2 separate regions of the Sus scrofa genome follow, and region 2 is linked to region 1. A link is a contact called in public promoter capture Hi-C data. All regions are on one chromosome and are shown on one strand. The core of a region is the stretch at or near the end of the contact, and the rest is flanking DNA. Distances in the headings are between cores, read along the strand shown. Region 1 holds the start of DHX29 (ATP-dependent RNA helicase DHX29). Region 2 holds the start of GPBP1 (vasculin).

Region 1 (6,785 bases), core at 2,532-5,031:
TACGCAGACTGACCATGACCTGATATAACTGAAGCTGAACTATTTGAACATGGAGTTTTTCATATTATTCTCTTAGATAATTCTCATATTACAAGGTTTTGGTTTTTTTTTTTAAAGCATCCAGTTGGCATACAGTGTTTTGTTTTTTTTTTTTTGTTTTGTTTTGTCTTTTGTCTTTTTAGGGACACACCTGCGGCATATGGAAGTTCCCAAGCTAGGGGTTGTGTCCAAGCTGCACCTGCCAGTCTATGCCACAGCAAAGCCAGATCAGAGCTATGCTGCAACTTGCAGCAATGCCAGATCCTTAACCCATCGCATGAGGCCAGGGATCGAACCCACAACTTCATGGATACTAGTCAGGTTCTTAACCTGCTAAGCCATCATGGGATCTCCTGGTCTAGAATATTAAATTCACAGGACAAGATCCTCTGAAGTCCCATGATTTGCCCTCTTGTGTTATACAAATTGAATGGAAATCTTGCCATACACAGTGATCATTAATACAAATAATTATGGTACTATGACAGTTGGAATCAGGCAAATTGGATTTTTCCCTAAAAATACCTAGAAGTCTAGGCCTAGCTAGAAGTCTTTATAGTAAATGAAGTCCCTCAAATTACTCATGTTCTATATTTTCTTGTTTCCCTTCTCTAACATTCACGTTTCCTAATAAAATTTGGAAGGTTGTGGAATCAGCTTACCCTAAGACACTGCAAAGTGAACTTTAACCTAGCAAATTTAAAGCAGTGTACCTGCCACAGTGGGAAATTACTTTATAACATCACAGTTGCCCATCAAACTACAGCAATCATTAATTATTCCTATTCAGAAAAAAAAAATAATCTGTCCTTTCTCATTTTCCCTGAGTTCTCCAAAACTGCTACACCCTCTAATTCAATGACAGAGAAAGACTATTTTTCTTCTTTGTTCCATTCTTACTTGACATTTCCCACTCCTGACTGTTCTGCTCTTTCTCTAATCTCTATGTTATGTGTGGGAAAATTATACTTTCCCACAGGAACCTCCACTTCAAGTAGTACTAATTCAAAATAACATCCAAATATATACCTTCAGTGCCAGTATTGCTCCAAACCTAGATTAAAATTGCCCAAGGGACACTCCCAACATTGGCATACTACTATCATTTCACTTTGTCTCAGGTCAAATTAATTTCCAAATCAAAATCTCTTCTAAATTTCCCTATTTTTCTTTTCCTTGACATCTAAATTCAAAATCTCTTTTGACCACCTTTCTATTATTCTCCTTAATAAGGCCTAGCAATTTTTTCCTTCACATTTTATGTCTTTCCTTCTTTCTGACACCTCCTGAGATGAGGTCCTTACAATCTTGTAATTAGATAACTGAAATACTTCCTAATTTACTATCAGTGTCTTTCCTCTTTCAACACACTGACAAGCATTACCAAGTTAATTTTCCTAAACTATCACTCTTTCCAGCCTCCAAGTTAGGAAAAAAACACATGTTCACTTGGGTTTTAAAAATGAAATCAAGGAGTTCCCGTCGTGGTTCAGTGGTTAACGAATCCGACTAGTAACCATGAGGTTGCAGGTTCGCTCTCTGGCCTTGCTCAGTGGGTTAACGATCCGGCGTTGCCGTAAGCTGTGGTGTAGGTTGCAGACGCATCTCGGATCCCGAGTTGCTGTGGCTGTGGGCTTCGTCCGGTGGCTACAGCTCCAATTGGACCCCTAGCCTGGGAACCTTCATATGCCGCGGAAGTGGCCTGAGAAATGACAAAAAAAAAGAAATCAAGGAGTTCCCACCTTGGCGCAGCAGAAACGAACCCGACTAAGAACCATGAGTTGTAGGTTTAATCCCTGACCTTGCTAAGTGGGTTAAGGATCCGGTGTTGCGTGAGCTGTGGCGTAGGTCGCAGACGCGGCTCGGATCTGGCGTTACTGTGGCTCTGGCATAGGCCGGCAGCTGTAGCTCCGATTAGTGCCCTAGCCTGGGAACCTCCATATGCCGCTGGTGTGGCCCTAAAAAGACAAAAGACAGAGAGGAAAAAAAAGAAAGAAAGAAAAAGAAATCAAAACTCATCTGCTTGCTACTCAAGGCTCTTCATAACCCCAAACCGATTTATTTTCAGCCTTATATCTTGTAGTCCCTAAGCAAACACTCCTTCTAGCCCAATTTGTGCTACTAAAAAAGAAAAAAAAAAATCGTAATCAATAAAGAATCATTTCCTCAAACCCAGAATAGTATCTTGTATAGAAGGGTCTCTGGACATCACAAATAGGTATCTCGTTCCTGAAGTTGTGGATTTTTTTTTTTTTTTTTTTTGGTGCCATTTCTTGGGCCGCTCCCGCGGCATATGGAGGTTCCCAGGCTAGGGGTCCAATTGGAGCTGTAGCCACCGGCCTACAGCCACAGCAACGCGGGATCCAAGCTGCGTCTGCAACCTACACCACAGCTCACCGCAACGCCGGATCCTTAACCCACCGGGGGGGTGGGTCGAACCCGCAAACCTCATGGTTTCTAGTCAGATTCGTTAACCACTGAGCCACGACGGGAACTCCTCTTTCCTTAAGTTTTATTGCACTTAACTATATGTACAGCTCATTGTAGTTCAAGCTCCTACTAACTGTAAGGTATGTATCTGTTCTACCTCCTTACCTCGACTAAAAATTCCCTAAGAGCAAAATCATGTCTAACGTAGCATCTCTTAGGAATCTCCCTCAAGATCAAGAGTAAACTTTATTCATTATTAATGAGTTACCTTACTTTAATTCAAGCTTCGAGGACCAGTAAATTTTAATATTTTTCTTAATAAAATCCAAGAAAGCCAGCATTTGAGAATCTACCATGTGCTAAAAGCACCGTTAGGCGCTTTAAACATATCGCATTTAACCCTCACAAAACCCCTAGTGGTTGGCCCTATCATCTCATGATGAGCAAGAACATTACTAATTTCTCTCTTATGTTGTTATTTGCCCCTTCCGCTCCAAGTCAATCCAAGTCACATTATCGAAACTCCCTACCCCTTCACTCAATTCGTTTCTCGAATATTAAAGGCTCTGGGCCCAGTACTGTGCCGGTGCTAGGAGTACAGAAGCTAAGGAACAGCTTACAGCTTACCTGTCCTCACGACCCCACAGCGCAGACAGGTGTAGGTAGTCACGCCAACGCGGGGGTAAAGGAAATGCAGCGGAACGCTGTCTGCGGCCGCCCGGGAAGGCCAAAACCCGCGCCTCCCAAAACCAACTTTCCTCCCCCACTTCCAACATTTCTCTCAACCCCCTTCACTTCCCGACGCTGCTAACGTACACCCACTTTCTCGTGGTCTTCAAGAGTGTCCGATTTTCTTCCCTCAGCGCTGAGAGGGAAAAAAAGACATCTCGGACATCTTCCTTACCCGGCCTTTTCTGCAGACCCTGGTGGCCCCTTCCATTTCCCCTTCTCCTTCTCCTTGTCTTTTTTGGTTCCGGGCGCAGTGGTCGAGTCGTCCTCAAACACGCTGAAGAGCTCATCCCCGAAAGCGTCCGCCATCTTTCGGAGTTGTGAGACCAAATCTCGCTCTTACCCACGATGCCCCGCAACCGCGCCGACGGTGACGCCAAGGGAAGCCGCAACAGGGGCCCGTAGGAGACAAAATTAGTTGAGTCGCACAGCCCTCAAGGCTTCTTTTTTCCCTTTTGGACCTTTTTTCCCTCTTTGGACCTTTCTTTTCCTTTCCAACCACTAGCGGACGCGCATCTCCGAAGCTGAAGTGGCAGCGCGGCGGCGGTTCCCGGCCCGCAGCTGATCCCTAAAGGGGCGGAGAGGAGGCGGGACCTTGGGGAATCGGGCCAATTGAGAAGCAGCGGTCGTTCCGGCCGGAGGAGCCCGGATGGAGGACGCAAGGTGGCGGCGTGGGACTGGGGGAATGTGAACAAACCTTGGAGGCGGTGCGGGAGTGGTATCGGGATCAGACCAGAGCTGTGATTCTGCCACTGCTGCAACATGGGCGGCAAGAACAAGAAACACAAGGCTCCGGGTGCCGCGGCGGTCCGGGCCGCCGTGTCTGCTTCCAGAGCCAAATCCGCCGAGGCCGGAGCTGCGGTGGAGGCCCAAAACAAGAAGCCTGTGGCCAGACAGCCCCCCGCCGCTGCTGCCAGCAACAGGGAGCCCCGAGTAAAGCAAGGTATGAGCTGTCGGGCGCCAGGATCTGGCCCTAGGGGGAAGCCTTCGCACCTGGGCGAACCCTTGGTCTCAAAATTTCTGTCTTCCGCAGCCACAGTTGCTGGCTCCGTATCAGGCAGCCTTGTTTTAGATCAGTGTAAGCTGTTAGGGCCTCCAGAGTTCCGACGGTAGCGCCCCCCAACCTAACCTCCACTTTTTCTAATTCTGTGAACTAAGTAAAAATTGCATTAGCTCCCGTTTCATCAGCGATCAGTCTTGAGCCATCATCTAAACTAGCGACTCGCATGCAGAGAATACTGTCTGGAGTTATTAACCTCCTGGAGCCAGACCCATTTATTTACCTCCTCCTCAACCTCTTCAGCCACGATGTAGTGTTTCCACGTGCTATGTAAAAATCAGTACTTAATAAGAATTGCAGCACTTGCACACCGAATATGGATATAACCTGTTGTAAAATTATCAGCGATCTTTACCACAGCATTGCATTTTTGCTTATTGTGCCATTTGATTTGATAACTCAACTTGGAGATTGCCGGTTCTGGCTGCAGATCAGCAGGCCACTATTACAGCTGATTTCAAAAGATAAACAGTTATACACTATTTTGTTCTGCTTAGCTTGTCTTAGTTCTTATTGAAATGTTTAGCCAACAAATATTTATTTAAAACCTACTTTGTATCTGGCACGATGTTAGGGATGGGATGAGCAAAATAGGCAATCTCTCCCGGAGCTTGCCCGTCTAATGGCGGACACAGACCTGAAGTAATCGCACAGACATCGTTCTATAAGTGCCACAAAGAAAAGCTAAGTAAGAGAATTTAACAGGGTAACCCAGTTTTTACTGAGGAGGAGGAGGGATCATTCACGGTCTCTTTGAGAAAGTGACTGTTAAGCTAAGATCCAAAGGGTGAATAGGTGTAAACTCTATAAAGAAGGGGGGAAATAGTATTCCCGGCAGAGATAAGGAAAACGGTGTGCAGAGATCTTGAGTCAGAAAAGAGCATTGGCCTTTGAGATCTCAGAATGTAAGCATTGTCTAAGGAGAAGATGAGACTGAAGTAGGCAGGTAACAAACTTTCACCTAGAAGGTGGATAATAATCTGTGCTCTGCAATTTACTGTAACTTTTTAACTACAAAGTTATGCCTGCAATTACAGATACAAAAAATTTCTCCTTGTGTATTCTGCGGCGTTTTTATTCTGAGTCAGCCTCTTTCTGACTTCCTTTGTCTTTCCTGATATTCCTCTGAATTCTTTGAACTTTCTCATAGCCATTTATTGTATTCTTTGGTTTCCCATTCCCCCAGCCCCCAAAAGTGACCGTTACCGAAGTGTCATTCTGTGACAGTATGCTTTCCTCTTTACAGACCTTCTATGAGAGTTTATCTACTTCCATTACTTCTTCTGTCTTTTCCTTTGTAGATGACTCCTCAAGCAACATGTCCAATCCTGGTCTCTATTCCAAGCTCAAGTCAGCCATTTCTACATTTATTTGGACACTATTTTGCAAGCATCTCAAATTTAACATGGCTAATACTAAACTACACTTCCCAGCCCGCCCCCACCCCTACTCCCACCCCCAGTAGCTTCTCCTCTGACTTCTTTCTCTTTTTACATATTCCTCTTTATCCCATGTCAATAGTTATTTTTTTGTGCCTTTCTTTCTTTTCACATCCAATGTGTTGTCAAGCTCTGTGCAGTCTTTGCATATCTTACATGTATACCCTTTTCACTTTTGATTTATACTGCTCACACTTCAGTCAAGACACTCATGAATTTCTGGAGTACCAACACAGCCTTCTAAAGAGCTAGCTGTGCTTTTTTCCTCCTCCAGTCTGTCCCACATAAGGTGTCAGATTGATCTTTCAAAACCACTTCTTTTGGGAGAGGGAGTGGAATGGACTGGGAATTTGGGGTTAATAGATGCAAACTGTTGCCTTCTGTTGCCTTTGAAATGGATAAGCAATGAGATCCTGCTGTTTAGCACTGGAAACTATTTCTAGTCACTTATGATGGAGCATGATAATGTGAGAAAAAAGAATGTATACATGTATGTGTGACTGGGTCACCTTGCTATACAGTAGAAAATTGACAACACTGTAAACCAGCTATAATGGAAAAATTAAAGATCATTGTAAAATTATAAGAAATCGTTAAATTAAAAAAAAACACTTCTTTGATCATATCACTTCCCAGTCTTTTCTACATCATCCTCACTGACTTTGTGATAAGGTACAAAGCATTGAGCTAGTATCTAAGACCTCCTTTCTAGTCTTTTTACAGTTCCTATATTTAGCTATAGCAAATCTAGTATGTTTCACTGATCCCAATGCAGCTTTTGGCTTTCTGCTTTCTCATGCTTATTCTTGACCATTTTCTTTTATTGGCATACCATCCATCCCCAAGATTATCTACCAGAATTCTATAATAATCACCCCAGCTCTCAACTGTTTGAATTGTTCCTATGGATACATAGCTCATGCATCATTGTTGTTTGATTATTCTTTTTGATATTTAGATCTTGCCTGTGGCAATGGTATTTGATATCAGATCTTGCCTATGTGATGAATTATACATTTTACCTATCCTACAAAATTTTAGGAGGTAGGAACAGTTTCATGAGTACATATCCCTCAGTATCTACTCAA
Region 2 (6,785 bases), core at 3,013-5,512, 1.7 Mb before region 1:
ACTTGTGTGGGGAAAAGAAGCAACCCAGCAATTGTCCCAATTACTACTGGTATTGTAAAATTCAATGCAAAAAAAAACAGTAATATATTTATCAAAACTTCAAGTTAACTACATCTATCCTTGAACAACAACTATAAGCAACGTTCACAAATGTTAAATTATTCAAGCACTAATTCTTGGGGGTAACAACAGCAATAGGAGAAATTTAAAGAAAAATAATCATAAATGGTAAATGTTACGTGGTTCATTTCTATGAATAATGGTCATTCATTTCAACTTCTTAATCACATTAAACGCACGTTCTTAGACAAGTAACTTGAAAAATCTACTAAGTTAAGGAATACAGAAAATATAGGCTATCCAAAGCTGGGGGGGGGGGGACGGGACTGTTCTCATCACTGTTTTATATAAATCACCGTGAAAACTCAGTAAGTACTACACACAGCTCTGACAGAGAAAACACAAGTAACCTAACAGAGAAATGTACTGATTCTAATCTCAATTTTACACCAGAAAATAAATGCTATATAAGCATATCTAAATAGCTACACTCTTGGATTCTTCTGCCTCTTCTGCTCTAAGAAAACTAACAGGATTCAAAAGCGTAACCAAAAAAAAAGTCTGTTTCACAACAAATGAGCAACTAACCAGTTATTAGGTCATCTTGGCAAAGTACTGAAAAATTACAATTTTTTATCTCAGAAAAATAATTAGATAAACTTTTATTTTAGCTACATTGATCTCTTAATAGCTTTAAATTTGAAAAATACACGTATGTACAACTGAATCACTGTGCTGTACGTATCTGCAACACAACACTGTAAATCAACTATCCTATATATATTAATTGCTTTTAAATAAATTTCAATTTTTTAAACACACACACTTCTACTGAATGCATATGATTCACTGATAAATTTTAGTAACAAATCGTAACTAAAATCCCAAGTATTATTAAAAGATGATGTTCTTATTGCTCAAAAGATTTCTATTGCAGCAATTAATATTCACAACTTTTTCTTAAGCAGCTTTGTTTACAAACTTAAGGCAGCTTAAGCTTCCGGAGGGAGAAAAGGTACACTAATTTTTTAAGTTATTTTAAAGATTCTTAGTGCACCTTGCTCAGTTCCTCTCAGGTTCTGTTTCTAGTAATGACTTGACTTCCTGGAACTCAGATCTTAAGGAAAAAGCTGAAATACAAAACTACTTCAAATTGTTTCCAAAAAATCTCTACAATGGATTTAAAGAGTTAGGAACTGCTATCGCTGAAAACAACCTACTTCATGAAATATCAGATTAAAAACCAAGCCCTATAATTTGTTTTAAACAATTAACTCTAAATTGGAACACTAAGCTGCATTAACTACATACAATCTAACTCACACTGAGAAAGCAACTGGCTATTTGTTGAGTTTTTTCATACTTTTCTACCAATCCATAAGCCATAGTAACCATATGATTTTCTTTTTACTTTAGAAGCACAAAAACTTCAAATGGGGACTGTTTGATCTGAAATCTTATCTTAACTCTTTCTGCATTTCAACTTACTTGCTGTTTTCAGACTGCCCAGAAACTGAAGCCAAGCAATCTTAATGCAAGAAACTGAAAGGCTTCCAAGAATAACATAAGATAAACTTGACTTTCATTACAGTTTACAAATGGACATTTCATTTGCTCACCATAGAGTACTTACAAATTCCAATAGGACTGCACAGGAAGGTGTTGGGTTTTCCTCTGTAATCTTTATGTTTTCCAGTTTGTTTTTTTATTTTGTATCCTCTGAAATAATATCCAAGTTCTTTGAAGATACTTAACCTATGACTATTTGACATAGAGTTACTTCAGTCAGCTACCCATACTTCTGTTTTAAAGTTTTCATATGGCTATCTCCAGAATCAGCCAAGTTCCTTGGATTTAGGACTTTAAAGTCTTCTTTATTATTCCATGTACTTGTCACTGTTGTATTTATCCACTCCAGATGAAATATCCAATTTATGAGCCAAAAAGCAAAAACAAAAAGAAAATTTCACATCTGAAGAGCATTCCTAAACATTAGAATAAACAGAGATACCATAGCTATCTCAACACTACCATGCTGCTGGGAAACTGCAACATCTTAAATTTCCAGGTAAATAAAAGATAAAAGGAAAAAAACTCTGTATTTGTTCAATGTCTTCATTTAGAAAAGCTGTCCCATTGTGACACGAAAAGGGCTGAGGTCAAAAATTCCTAAAACTTTTAATAAAGGTAAAAAAAACCTGCCATGAAACTTCAGCAATTAACAGTAATTTGAAACTGCCGAAGCTACTCAGTACACAAATCAAACATATCTTACAGTTTTGGCTGAAGAACACCAACAACAGGGGAGGGGTGGGGGGGAGGCAAAAATACCACCAACTGAAATACTTTATAACCAGTTATACAATCCGTTTGAACCAGATACTGAAGAAATGCCTGTGTCTCTTTTTAAGTAGCTTGTAGAATTATTCACTACTATCAATTCACTTCAGAGATGATTCTTGCCAATTTTAATAAACTTCTGGGGCAAAATTATCCAAAAACATTGTAATTCCAAAATGGCCACTTGAAATATCCGGGGCCTTTTACACAAAAACCTAGAAGATGATCTTCATATCTGAGTAATTCAACCACCTGTAAAAGTTATAAAAAACAATTTAAATTACACACTGAGTTTTAAATCTGAGCTAAAAATTAAACCCCATCCTAAACAGTCAACCTCTGGAAAGAAATGCACTTGTACACCAAGCAAGCACCCAAAAAGTCTACTGTACGAAAAGGACTTCAGAATATGGGGGGGCGGGGAGGTGGGAAACGATATTATGGAGGGTAAGAGCTGATTTCAACCCGGAAGGGAATGCGGATACAATATAGGGAGATTATATAAGCGAATCTTCTTATACTTGAGTAAATATTATAAACTGAAACGGGCACACAATCTTATAAAAGACTCTCTGTATTTCTATTAAATCTACCAAAGGAAAACGAATAGAAAGGTGCAAAGCTACCGAGCATTAAGAAATGCAACTTAGCAAATGAGGGATATAAAGAGAAAGACGCTCCCTCCAAATCAGAATGTCTAAAAGAGGAGGCACATTTTCCCCACTCTAAGTAGAAAGGTAAGTGGCTGAGAAGTGGGGAAAGAACATTCCTTAAATTCGCCCGGGGGAGAGACTTACCCAGGCTTCTAAGGGCAGCAGCGAGATCTGAGGGTTCCCATTCCCTTGAATTAAGAAAACAGGTTTCTCCCAACACTGAAGAGGTGAAGGTACCGAGCCCTTCTCGTAAGCCACATTGAGAGGTTCTCCCCACGAACAGACTAGGTCCCCTCAGACCCCACAGGACTCCGAGGGGCAAGGGAGCGCTCGACTCGGTCCACAGCTAGTGCCACGGACCCGGAGAGGCGGGCAGAGCGGGCGCGCCGAGAAAACACCGAAGGCCACAACTCGGCCTCGACTCCCTCAGCCCTCCGAGAGCGGCAGCGGTGCAAAAGCAGGCGGGCGCATGCGAGAGGCCGGAGGAAGACCGAGCGAGGAAGGCGTCGGACCGGTTCCCAGCCTCCGCCAAACAACACCCCCCCCCCTTGAGCAGCCAAGGCTAAGCCACCCACCCCCTCCCCACAACCGCCACCTCCGCTCCACCCGGGCCGAGTCAATACCTAGAGGGGCCTCCCAGCACCGTCCTTCCCTCTCTCTCCTTGCTCTCCCGCCACCCCCCGCCCCCGCCCGTGGGCAGCCTCACACCTCGCGCCGCCAACGCCGCTCCCGACCCCTCAAACCTCAACGCCGACACAGACACCCCCTCCTCCCCAGACCCCGGCGCGGACCACAGAAGACGGTGTTACCTTCTGCCACACCAGAGGTGCCCCTGGCCTGGGGGTGCCGCTGCGCTCGATCCCGGGAGGAGGTTTTCGGTACTTTGAATAATCCCCTTTTGCCGCTTTTCCCTCCCCCACAACCAGTCTCAGTCCCAAAATGGCGCCGACCCGATCCGCAATGTTCTGGGCCAAGTCTCGCGAGATCGTGGAAGGTGGCGAGGCGGGGAAGGAACCGGAGGGGCTGAGGAGAAGGGAGGGGAAAGGCGGGGCGAGGAGAAGGAGGAGGGAAATAGGGTATGGAAGAAGCGGTGCTAACGAACCTACTGGGCGGGGCAGCAGGAGGAGCGCCTCTACCAGAGAACCTTCTGGCCCAAGCAACCGCTCACGCCCCGGCCAAAGAAGCTCCGCCCTCTACGTCGAGCGGCTGAGGGAGGGTGCAGAGGGCGTGGTTATGGCTAGGGGCGGGGCTTCACGGAGGTCCCGGAGGCAGGGGCGCGCGGGGGGCGGTGGCTCCGCACGGTGACGTCAGGAGCAGCTGGAGTCGGGGATTACCCCCTGCTGCTGACGTGAAGACTATGAACAATCGGGAACGTTCGGTGGAAGGGGGAATTCCCCGTTGCTCCCAAAGGAGCCCCTCCTTCCGCCCTTCCCCCGGTCCTGGGCGTCCCGGGAGCTTAAGACCTTGGGCCGCCGGGAAGGCGAAAGGGAAAGGCTGCTTCGGGAGGCGGCTGCACGGGCTCGAGTAGAGCGCGCCGCGGCGTTCTTCCGGGCTCCACGCTCGGAGGAGCGGCTGAGCGAGACGCGTCGGGTACCGAGCTGGGGCCTGGCGGATGGGGAGATCACATGCTCGCTTGTACACAGCCCTGCGCAGGCGGGCACCGGCTGGGTTGGCGCTGGTCTGTTCCGGCGCCCTCAAGCAGCCGATCCACTATCGAATGCAAATACGAGAGTGTGTCGGACATAATATATATGCGGGAGGTCGGTGACGAGACTCTCTCGTTGGGGCTAAGCCCAGATTCTCAAAGGATTAAAAATGGCTACGGGATGTAATCATGCTAACGTATGTTTTTCTATTAAATCTGCAATAGGGGAGAATTATTTTAGCAAGGTCTCGGTCCCATACAGCTTACACGATTTTGTGCTATGAAGTTTGTGGGCGTCAACGTTTTATGATTGCGATACCTTTTCGCCTTGTAACTGAAAGCTCATTTTGAAACCTGTGAAATTAGCCTTCCAAGAGGAAGTTTAGGAGTATGTGGGGGGAGGGTGTCTTGAGGGAAAATCCAGAAAATAAAAAATGCTTGGCTCTTCGCCCTCTTCCAAACCACAAAGGCTTCATACACGGAAACTTTATGATTCTTTTATATTCATTATGGGGTTTGTAGTTCAATGGACTGCCTCTAAAAGCTCCCTGAAAGAATGTGTGAATACAAACTCACCAAAAATTACACTTCTCAATCTTTTCGTCTTTGCGAAGGACATGGACCCTTGGCAATCAATAATATCTCGCTGTGTGCAAAGAAATGAGAACACTTGCTGGATGCCTTGTCTGTGCCAAGCACTTTCTTATATCAGTCTCTGAAGTGAGTGTTATTTTCCCCATTTTGCAGATGAGGAATCTGGTTCAGGTTACACAACATAGAAGTGGGAGCCACAACTAGGCTGTGCCAGACTTGAACTTCAGTCCGTTTGGGTCTTAATTTACGTTCTTTCCACCGTTCCACATTGCTTCCGTTGAAGTGACATGTATTGGGACAAGACCTGCTTCTGCTCCTGTTTCTAAGCATGATGTCAATTCAAAAAACTAAAGAAAATACTGATCACTTGAAAACAAATTTTTGCCTTCCTTATGGCAAAAGACAAAGTTGAAAATCAAATAGTGATATAGGGAAGCAATTGTAACATATATGACAGAAAAGTTAATATTTAATTATCTATCTCTGGCTGCTCTCAATATCTAACAATGTTTAATTTACATGATAAATATAACAAGAGGTCTTACAAATCTTTAAGGAACAGATAACTGTACCAACTCTCATTAAAAAGTCAAAAGGCAGAAGAAGCTGGTCATGTACGTGTCAGTATTTACATTAAAAAATGCTGTGCCTCACTAAAAATCAAAAAATGAAAATAAAATCAACTATATACTTCCTTTCATCTAGCAGATTAGCAAAGATTAAAAAAAAAGAAAACCAGGAGTTTCCCCCCGTGAACATCTTTTCATGTGAACTTTTTTTATATCTTTATAAATTGCTGGACATCTTTCCTATTTTTACTAATACAAATTCTAAGATGTAGAATAGTGGCTGATCTGTCTGGTTCATGCAAATGCCTATTCCTTATATCTTCATCTACGTTTTCTGCTTTTTATTATCTTTTAACTTTTGGCCATACTCGAGGCATATGGAAGTTTCTGGGCCAGGGATGGAACCCCAGCTGCATCTGGGCCCATGCTACATCTGCAGCAATGCTGGATCCTTAACCCACTGCACAATAATAGGAAAGATGTCCAACAATTTATAAAGATATCCACTGATAAACTACTAGCAATTATAAAAAATTGGAAACAACATAAATGCCTATAAATACAATGAGTAAATAATGGTACATCCATAGATGGAATATTAAGCCATTAAAAATGGTGATATATATTTAAATATCATACATAGTTATGTTTCTGAACTTAATATATGCCTCGTTATGTTTTTCAATTGAATTCTTGTCTGATCTAAAAACTGAGAACAACCAAAAAAAAAAAGGTAAGTGAGAGGAGTTCTCTGGTAGTCTAGTTGGTTAAGATTGAATGCTTTCATAGCTGCGGCCTAGGTTCCATCCCTGGTCTGAGAACTGTGATCCCACACTAAGCCGCTGCATATACTTCTTTGTTTAAAAAAAAAAAAAAAAAAAAAAAGTTCACATGAAAAGATATTTGTGGGGAGTTTCTGCTTTT

What was found. Promoter capture Hi-C pulls out the DNA fragments that hold promoters and counts their contacts.
Region 2: a contact with region 1 is called in a promoter capture Hi-C map of liver, with 9 times the contacts expected there. The contact joins the promoter of GPBP1 here to the promoter of DHX29 in region 1. A contact is called at or near these places in 1 of 5 promoter capture datasets (liver), 1 of 47 Hi-C or Micro-C datasets (heart right ventricle) and 2 of 2 datasets of contacts at active chromatin or transcription factors (alveolar macrophages and skeletal muscle).

Annotation. Positions count from the first base shown.
Region 1 is chr16:34,475,229-34,482,013 of Sscrofa11.1, reverse strand. DHX29 (ATP-dependent RNA helicase DHX29) reads left to right here and starts at 3,781. Exons shown (of 27, transcript XM_013984775.2): 1 at 3,781-4,141. The coding sequence starts at 3,961. It overlaps SKIV2L2 (superkiller viralicidic activity 2-like 2), which reads right to left and starts at 3,787. Exons shown (of 27, transcript XM_003133964.6): 1 at 3,374-3,787. The coding sequence starts at 3,507.
Region 2 is chr16:36,214,712-36,221,496 of Sscrofa11.1, reverse strand. GPBP1 (vasculin) reads right to left here and starts at 4,262. Exons shown (of 13, transcript XM_005672465.3): 1 at 3,863-4,262; 2 at 1,694-2,652.